2 separate regions of the Mus musculus genome follow, and region 2 is linked to region 1. A link is a contact called in public promoter capture Hi-C data. All regions are on one chromosome and are shown on one strand. Each heading gives the region's core, a stretch centred on a gene start, on an enhancer-like site or on the middle of the called end of the contact. The rest is flanking DNA. Distances are from core to core; before and after follow the strand shown. Region 1 holds the start of Thbs4 (thrombospondin 4). Region 2 has its middle 41 kb from the start of Gm41019.

What was found. Promoter capture Hi-C pulls out the DNA fragments that hold promoters and counts their contacts.
Region 2: a contact with region 1 is called in a promoter capture Hi-C map of pre-B cells, with 2.1 times the contacts expected there. The contact joins the enhancer-like site here to the promoter of Thbs4 in region 1. A contact is called at or near these places in 7 of 39 promoter capture datasets (3T3-L1-derived adipocytes, hippocampal neurons, liver and 3 more), 2 of 484 Hi-C or Micro-C datasets (cerebral cortex and nephron progenitors) and 1 of 9 other capture datasets (embryonic stem cells).

The regions. Positions count from the first base shown.
Region 1 is chr13:92,792,791-92,796,403 of GRCm38.p6, forward strand. It overlaps Thbs4 (thrombospondin 4), which reads right to left and starts at 2,028. Exons shown (of 22, transcript NM_011582.3): 1 at 1,790-2,028. The coding sequence starts at 1,883.
Region 2 is chr13:92,962,820-92,966,432 of GRCm38.p6, forward strand. No RefSeq gene overlaps it. Among named protein-coding and RNA genes, the nearest start is that of Gm41019, 41 kb to the right of the region's middle. Within about 2 kb of position 1,697, at least 41 of the 459 cell types and tissues checked have an H3K27ac peak or open chromatin away from gene starts, as enhancers often do. A contact at or near this core is called in pre-B cells, where this site is marked.

The DNA.
Region 1 (3,613 bases), core at 778-3,277:
ACTGAATAAAAATTTAAGGCAAACAGGAAAAACCGTAGTTACTTGAGAATGTCTACTTTTTTAAACAGATAATTTATTTCTCTGCTGTTTCTTTCCCCCTAGAAGCCCTCACATAATAGCGACTTTAATACTAGCTGAGTTGAAAAGCAAAACATCTCACCTATCCTTCTAGTGCCCCACATCCTCAAGCTACAAAAACGGGTTTATAATTTCTAAAGAATTGAAAATGTATCATTCCCACCAATGGGGGATAAGGTTGGATAAAGTGTTGTGCTTGAAAACTCCGTTCTAGATAAGGCACCTCCAGGAGACAGACATAAATTCAGAGTCTGAGAACTGTCTTCTGAACTGACTCCTGATGCTTCATGCCGGCTCCAACTTCGATCCGGCCTGTGATCTTGCTGGCTCTCCATGAGAGCTTCAGTCTGCCTGGCTCCCCGTTTGATTCATTTGCTGCTCTTGAGTCTGAGCTTGGGTAAGTGAGCAATGACTTTAGAGAGTGTTTTGAGGAGGAAATAAGATGCTACCTAACGCTATTACAGTTCAGTAGAAGTACCAGGATCTGAGCAATGAGCCTCTAGTGTTAGAGGTGAAATTACTGCTACCGATGAGCACGGGGATTGAATACCTGCTCATTCAGGGCTAGCAGCCTGGCCCAGAGGGAGAAGGAGATAAGTGAATTAAATCAGTTGAGCTGCTGATTGCCGACTTGATAATTCTATAAAAGAATCTGCCAGACACCTGACTTAATCAGATTGTCTGCAGAAACTAAGTTAACAGGATAAGTTAGGTTATATCACTTGAATGCAAGTCTTCACTGTCTGGTCTAAAGAAGTAGAATCCAAACCTAACCTACACCACTAAGTTGTGTGCTCCAATGTCAAGAATTTATATAACAGAAGATATTATATAACAGAAAATAACCTCTGGACTGTTGGGTGCAGTGGGTGGCCACTGTGGTGGCATGAAGGGAACACAGACTGCCTGCTCAGCGTGCTTTGCTCAGCCTCGGGAAGGAAACCTTTTTCTCCTCCTGTGCTGCTTCTGGCTTTCCTCATTCTCGTCCATAGTAAACCAATCCAGGTGCCCAGTGTCACGAGGAAGGCCAATGTGCACAGCCTGCCCGAGCCCCGAGATCCTTCCTGGCTGTAGTAATTGCTTCCTTGTGGTCTTTATACGAAATTTTGCTTAGCCGTAAGTGCTTTCTACCTGAAAATTATTTCAACTCCCTGTCAAATATTGAATTTTTTTTTTTTTTTTTTTTTTTTGCCTCTTCACAGAAAAAGATCGATTTCTAAAGAGTCTCAAGTAACCACACTGAGTCCGGGGGAGGGGGGGAGCTAACCTTTGATTGTAAGAAGCACGGAAGGCGGGTGGAGCAAAGCAGCATTGCTCACGGGTGGTGCCACTTGGTGCCAGGGCTTCCCTGAGAGAAGGGACTGGAGGGAACAGACACTGGTCTTCAGACAACCAGGATTTCAACCCCTGCCAGAGGACCAATGACCCTGTGGCACATTCTACAGTGAATGATGAAAACTAGTTTGCACCCCCCTCCAAACTATAGTTTAAGGAATTGGTCCTGTGGTTGGGTAAAGGAATTGGAGAAAATTCTAGACTTTCCTCATCACTTTCAATAACGATGTACTTCCATTCTGGTCCCGGAGGAACAGAGAGGTGCATGGCAAGGCCTCAGGAGCCCAGGCAGAGCAGTGCAAAACTGGCCCCTCTAGGTGATCTCAGGACAGCAACAGTTAGCTGGATGCAAAGGGGACCAAAGGAAGCCACTTACCCTGGGGTGTGGCCTGGGCGCTCGTCCGCTGCCACGGCTGCAGGACCAGGTGCAGCAGGAGGAAGGCGGCCGCGGCCGCGCGTGGGGCCGGCATGGTGACTCTTCTGCTCCCTGAGGGCTGTGCAGGCGACAATGTGGCGTGGCTTTGCCGGCGTAGGGCGCTGTTTGCTGGCCTCGGGCAGTGAGCGCGCAGGTGGCGGGCAGGGCAGTGCGCAGCCGTCGGAGGGGCGCTGGCTGCTGGGCTCCGCGGCCGCAGCCCGCGCTTTATGGTCCAGCCGCCCGGGGGGCGGGGGGGGGGAGGGTGCGGGGGAGGACCGAGTCAGGGCGGCCCCCTTGGCCAGGATCCCCCATTTGCCAGGAAGAGCGGGGACGGCGGGAACCGGGAGCGTGGGCCACCGAGGGAAACGCTGGTGTGGAGACCAGACGGAATGGAATGAGGTGGACAGTGGGAAGGGGTGGGCAGACACAGAAGTGTGCTGAGGAAGGGACAGAGGTTGGGCAGAGAGGGCCACAGCGGAGGAGGCCTCTTCTGGTCCCCTAGCCTTGAGCACCTCTATGCTTTTCCCTCTTACTTTTTATGTTATTTAGAGAAACATCACTTGGACGTGTCTCTAAATACTTTAATTGCTTTCCCAACTGGTCTTGACTGCTGATTCCCCCACAGGATTTGTGTATTTCTACAAGCTTTCCTTGAACAATTGAAATGATGAATTTTTTTTTTTCCACCAAGTTTTGAGACAGAAAGAGTGATAAGTGGAAAGGATTGATTTATTTATTTATTTATTTATTTATTTATTTATTTAATGCGGGGGTGTTGGAAATAAAAATGTCGCAAGGTATCCACGCAGACAGTTAGGCAGAGATGGAGATACTGAGTCTCATGGATGATTTACTTCAGGCCAGTTTGCAAAAGGGCTGTGCACCCACCTTGGGCAGCACAACACTTTCTAAAGGTTCAGTTTGAAGCTATGGGGTTAGGAAGACAAAGCAGGGGCACTGGAGTGGCCCCTCTTCCTCCCAGGCAGAGCCCTCAGAGGGTGTCATGGATTAACTAAAGGGAAAAACATTTGAAAAGCGGCAGTAAAAATATTCCCTGTGTAACAATCCCCACCAGTGCAGAGGGCTTCAGAGGATTTCTAGACCTATCTCATCTGTATTCTCAAAGCATTCCATTTGTAGAAGCTATCTACCACCAGCTGGGTGGTTAACCCACCATTCTATCTCCAATCCCTCTCCACTCCTGATTGTGTTTACAGCTAATAAGTCGAAGATCTGAGCTGTCCTCTCAGCAATCTTCTCTTTGGTGTCTAATAAAGGCCTCTCTGGGCATTCTGTAATGTTGTTTTATCTAGTGCATTAGGCAGAATGGGTCACCATATGCCTATCAGTTAGAACTGAAAACACACAAAAGGGGCAGGTATGCGTCCCTATGCAATAATGAGATGGATCAGACTTTGGAATATTTTCTCCAGGTTTCCGAACTGAGTCTCAAGGTTAGAGGGGTGGAGGGCTCTAGCCTATGCTTTAGACAGAAGAGCTCTGCCTTTAGACAGAACAGCTCTGCCTTTAAATGCTCCGTACAACTCGCTCAGAGTAAGTTTTCCTTGAAGCGAGTGTAGAGTGTATGAATATTTACACGTTTAAAAGCCAACATTTAGCTGGATGAGTGCATTAGAATCTTCTTCAGGAGGTTACACACACACACACACACACACACACACACACACACACACACACACACACACACACGCGCGCGCGCACACACGCGCACACACACACACATAGAAACACACACAAATTTAGGTGACTACAGGACACCCAAGC
Region 2 (3,613 bases), core at 447-2,946, 170 kb after region 1:
CCCCAGAGTGGAGAGGTAGCCCCAGTATGTATCCTGTTGAAGGGCCCAGCAGAGGACCTTGAACACGTGGGCAGCTTCATAGCTCTCAGAGGAATGAACCAGAATCTATATGTAGTTCTTCAAATTACATTTGCTGCTAAGTTAATCAAGTATGTCTGTGTTTAAAATTGATCATTGACATGTTCCAGAAGGTCAGGTCAAATGATTGTTTAAATGGATTAAAACTGGGATTTGCATACAAGGTTCATGTCTTCCAAGATTTTGCTTTATTATTTTTTGAGACAGGGTCTTATTATCTCAGGTTGGCCTTGAACACATTATTACTCTGAAGTTGACCTTGAACCTCTAATCCTCCAGTCTCTGCTTCCTGATGGTTGAGTATTTGCTTGCTGTTTTGTTTAGTTTGGGCTTCTTGATGTTTTTGGTTTTGATTTCTGTTCTTTTCCTTTTCATATCTTTTTCTTCTTTAACATGCACATGTAGTATTTGATTTATCTCTGGTTCAACCTGTCTTAAAATTTTCAGACCTCAGCTTGCTTAGTGACCTCATAATGGTTCCAATAAACTGTGTGTCATTCACAACCTAAGGACTGGTAGGAAACCCAGCTTTCAAATGCAGTGCCCAGTGATTTCAGCCTGAAAGGTGATATGTCTGTTTTTCTAGAATCTCCTAGGCTCTGGAATGTGCACTGGCAAGACTTCTAGTCCAGACTTCTTGGGACCTGACTCACTTGCCTCTGAGACACAGTTAGAGACACTAAAATCTTAACAAGCCTCTTGGCTACGTGACTTCAGACAGCCTGATGACTGTTCTGGAGACAAGCATGTATATTAGCCTAGCTAAGCAGATGTCTGTCCAGAAGAAGAGGATTGCTCACATGATACAGGCACAAAGCTCTGGGAAGCCCCTGAAGGACACTGTTTGAGTCATAAGCAGTGAGGTGTTGGCCGATGAAGCTCAATACCTCCCTACTCATTCAACATTCCACTCAGGGACCATGGGCTAGCTCCAGGAACCAGTGACCATACCAACCAGTGAAGATGGGCACATGAATCTGATATGGTCTCTGTCCTAGAGAAGTTTGTATATTAGTTGTGTACACAAGTACATATGTACTTGTAGAGAAGTAGACATGGGATGTGCTTTGTAAAGAGGAAGCAGCAATCAGCCTTGCTCTGAGAGGAGGGTCTATTTGAACTGGGTTTGACGAGAAAGTGGCAATATACCAATGAAGGAAGGGTGGGAAACACAACAAGATACCACCATCCTGCAGAGAAAGGAGACTCTATGTTCCCAGCACCCTAAGGAATGCAATGTGGCTTTGATGACTTCTATTAGAGAGCTACGGAGAACTTTCCGGTAGGAACACGGTGACTTGTTCTTCATAATCCTAATGACCAGTACAGCTAATATCAGTGACTCCTAGGGCCCTTGTTAATTTTTACCTCAGACTCTTTGGGGGTGGTGGGTTCCATTCAAAGACTCCAGGCTGTGTAAAGATCTACTTCCTTTTAGTGGTCAAAAATACTTCCTCAAATACTCCCCTGTAGGGTCGTTTGTTCCTCTCGCTGTAACTGTAGTGCTCTGGCACGCCTACATAACCTCCAGGAACCACACAGATAAAGAATGGATCTGAAAGACACTGTGGAAATCCTGACAGAGCAGCCACACCCACCGAACAGCCCAACCCAACCTCATTTACCTTCACCAAACACCCACAGGTTCCTCATTGCTTCCTTGTTACTCCTGTTCTCTCTAATGGCCTCCCTGGGTGTCAATGTTATTCTTTTATTTGTTTTTAAAAAATAAAACCAGAAAAGCAATTTATGTGTGTGCAGTGAGAGCTCTGCTTGCCAAGTGGCAGCCAGAGCTGGGATGTTCTCCCTGGGCAGCCACGAGGGACCTGAATCTAGACTACTGGTTAGAAGGATCTAGAAGCTCACTGCCATCAGTTACAGAGAACCCAGTGTTGGTTTCCATACAAGCATGCCAGATTATTGGGCTGGTCCAGCCTGGAGTCTACCTAGGCTTCTAGTCAGGAGTTGGCCCTACCAACATGAGACAGTAGAATCTTCTTCTGCCTTCTTATTGCCACCATAAGGGTAAAAATTTATTAGGGGGAGGAAAACAAAATCTTGTAGGTAAAATAAAATAAAATAAAATAAAATAAATGATTCTACTAACAATTCCTTATTCCTGAAACACTCTGCTTTCTATCAAAAATGGTCTGGAATTTTTAAAGGAAGGGCATTGAAGGTTTGACATTTCTTCCTCCTGAGGAGGAGGGGAATGTGCTGGTCTGCCCTGAGTCCCTGCCCCTTCCTTCATCTTCATCTTTCTTTGTCAGCTAATTCTTTCAGCATCCCTGAGCGATGTCATCCAGGCCTGTAGCACACAGGAGAACAGAGCAGGCTGGCTCCAAGGGAAGGGGAACATGGGAAACGACTGGGCAGAAGCATCCTAGAACATGCAGCAATAGAAAGTGGGTCAAATGGTTGCTGAGATACCTTATTTCATAGGTGGCCACCAGAGGAGCATGTTCCCAAGGAAAAGGCTGCCTTTGCATCCTAGTCACACTCAGTGGCCAGGAGCTGCCCACAGGAAGCATGACCCTAGTACAGAGGCAGTAATGGATCATGGAGCACAATAGCTGGACCATTTGTCAATTAAGTTCCTTGTTCACAGTACTTGTCAGTACTTGGTCCCTGAAAGAGAAGTTTCAATAGACCTTCATTGAAGGAAAATGAATGAATGAATGACTAATCACTGGTACTAGTGGGACAGCTGAAATGGCATGGCAATCTCAAGTGTCAAGAAATAAACCTTTGAAATAGATCGTTCTAGAAATAAGCTTTACTTTCAAGTCTAGCTAGACTTTCAGAGTGAGCTTTTAAGACCCTCAGAGGGAAGTGTTTCAAGTCAGGGCAATGTCCCTGAGTCAGAGTGGCTAGAAGTTGACTATCATGAGAGACGTGGGCACAGAGGGAGCCTGAGGAAGCTTATGTTCTAGCTGTGGGCACATGCCACCCATGCATGCTATTGGCTATTTCTCCAAGTCTACCCAATTGTGAACTGTCTCACCATCGTCCATGGGTGACGGAAGGAGAGGGGAGGACTAGTCTAACAGTGGTAATTGTCTTACTGTGCTTTAGAAAGTACAGAGGTCCAGAGAAGACAGTTAGTGAGAGCTATCTAACGAGTAGGGAGGGGATCTAAACCATGGGATCTCATCCACATAACTTCTCGTCAAGAGTGCAGTGGACACTGGACAGCCATACTCTGAAATGACCAGTTAGTTCCAGCTAATATTCTTCACTGGGGAAAATGTAGGCAGCTTTGTAGTTTGAAGCACAGTGTCCCAACAGAATCTGTCGATCCACTCAGGATGCTTAGAACCATGGCCCTCAAGATGTCTAAAATGCCTGAGCCAAGTTGGCCAAGACCTTAGGAAACATTACATGCAGCTGAGAACAATGTGTGTTGGCAGAGCCTGTTGTGTTCTTTGTGTACAGCTCAGTTCAGTCTCAGAGAACCATTGACAAGCTGGGGCCTCTGTCTGGAGACAACAGAAGTATCAAAAACACCTAGGGACGAGTGTGTAATCCTGAATCC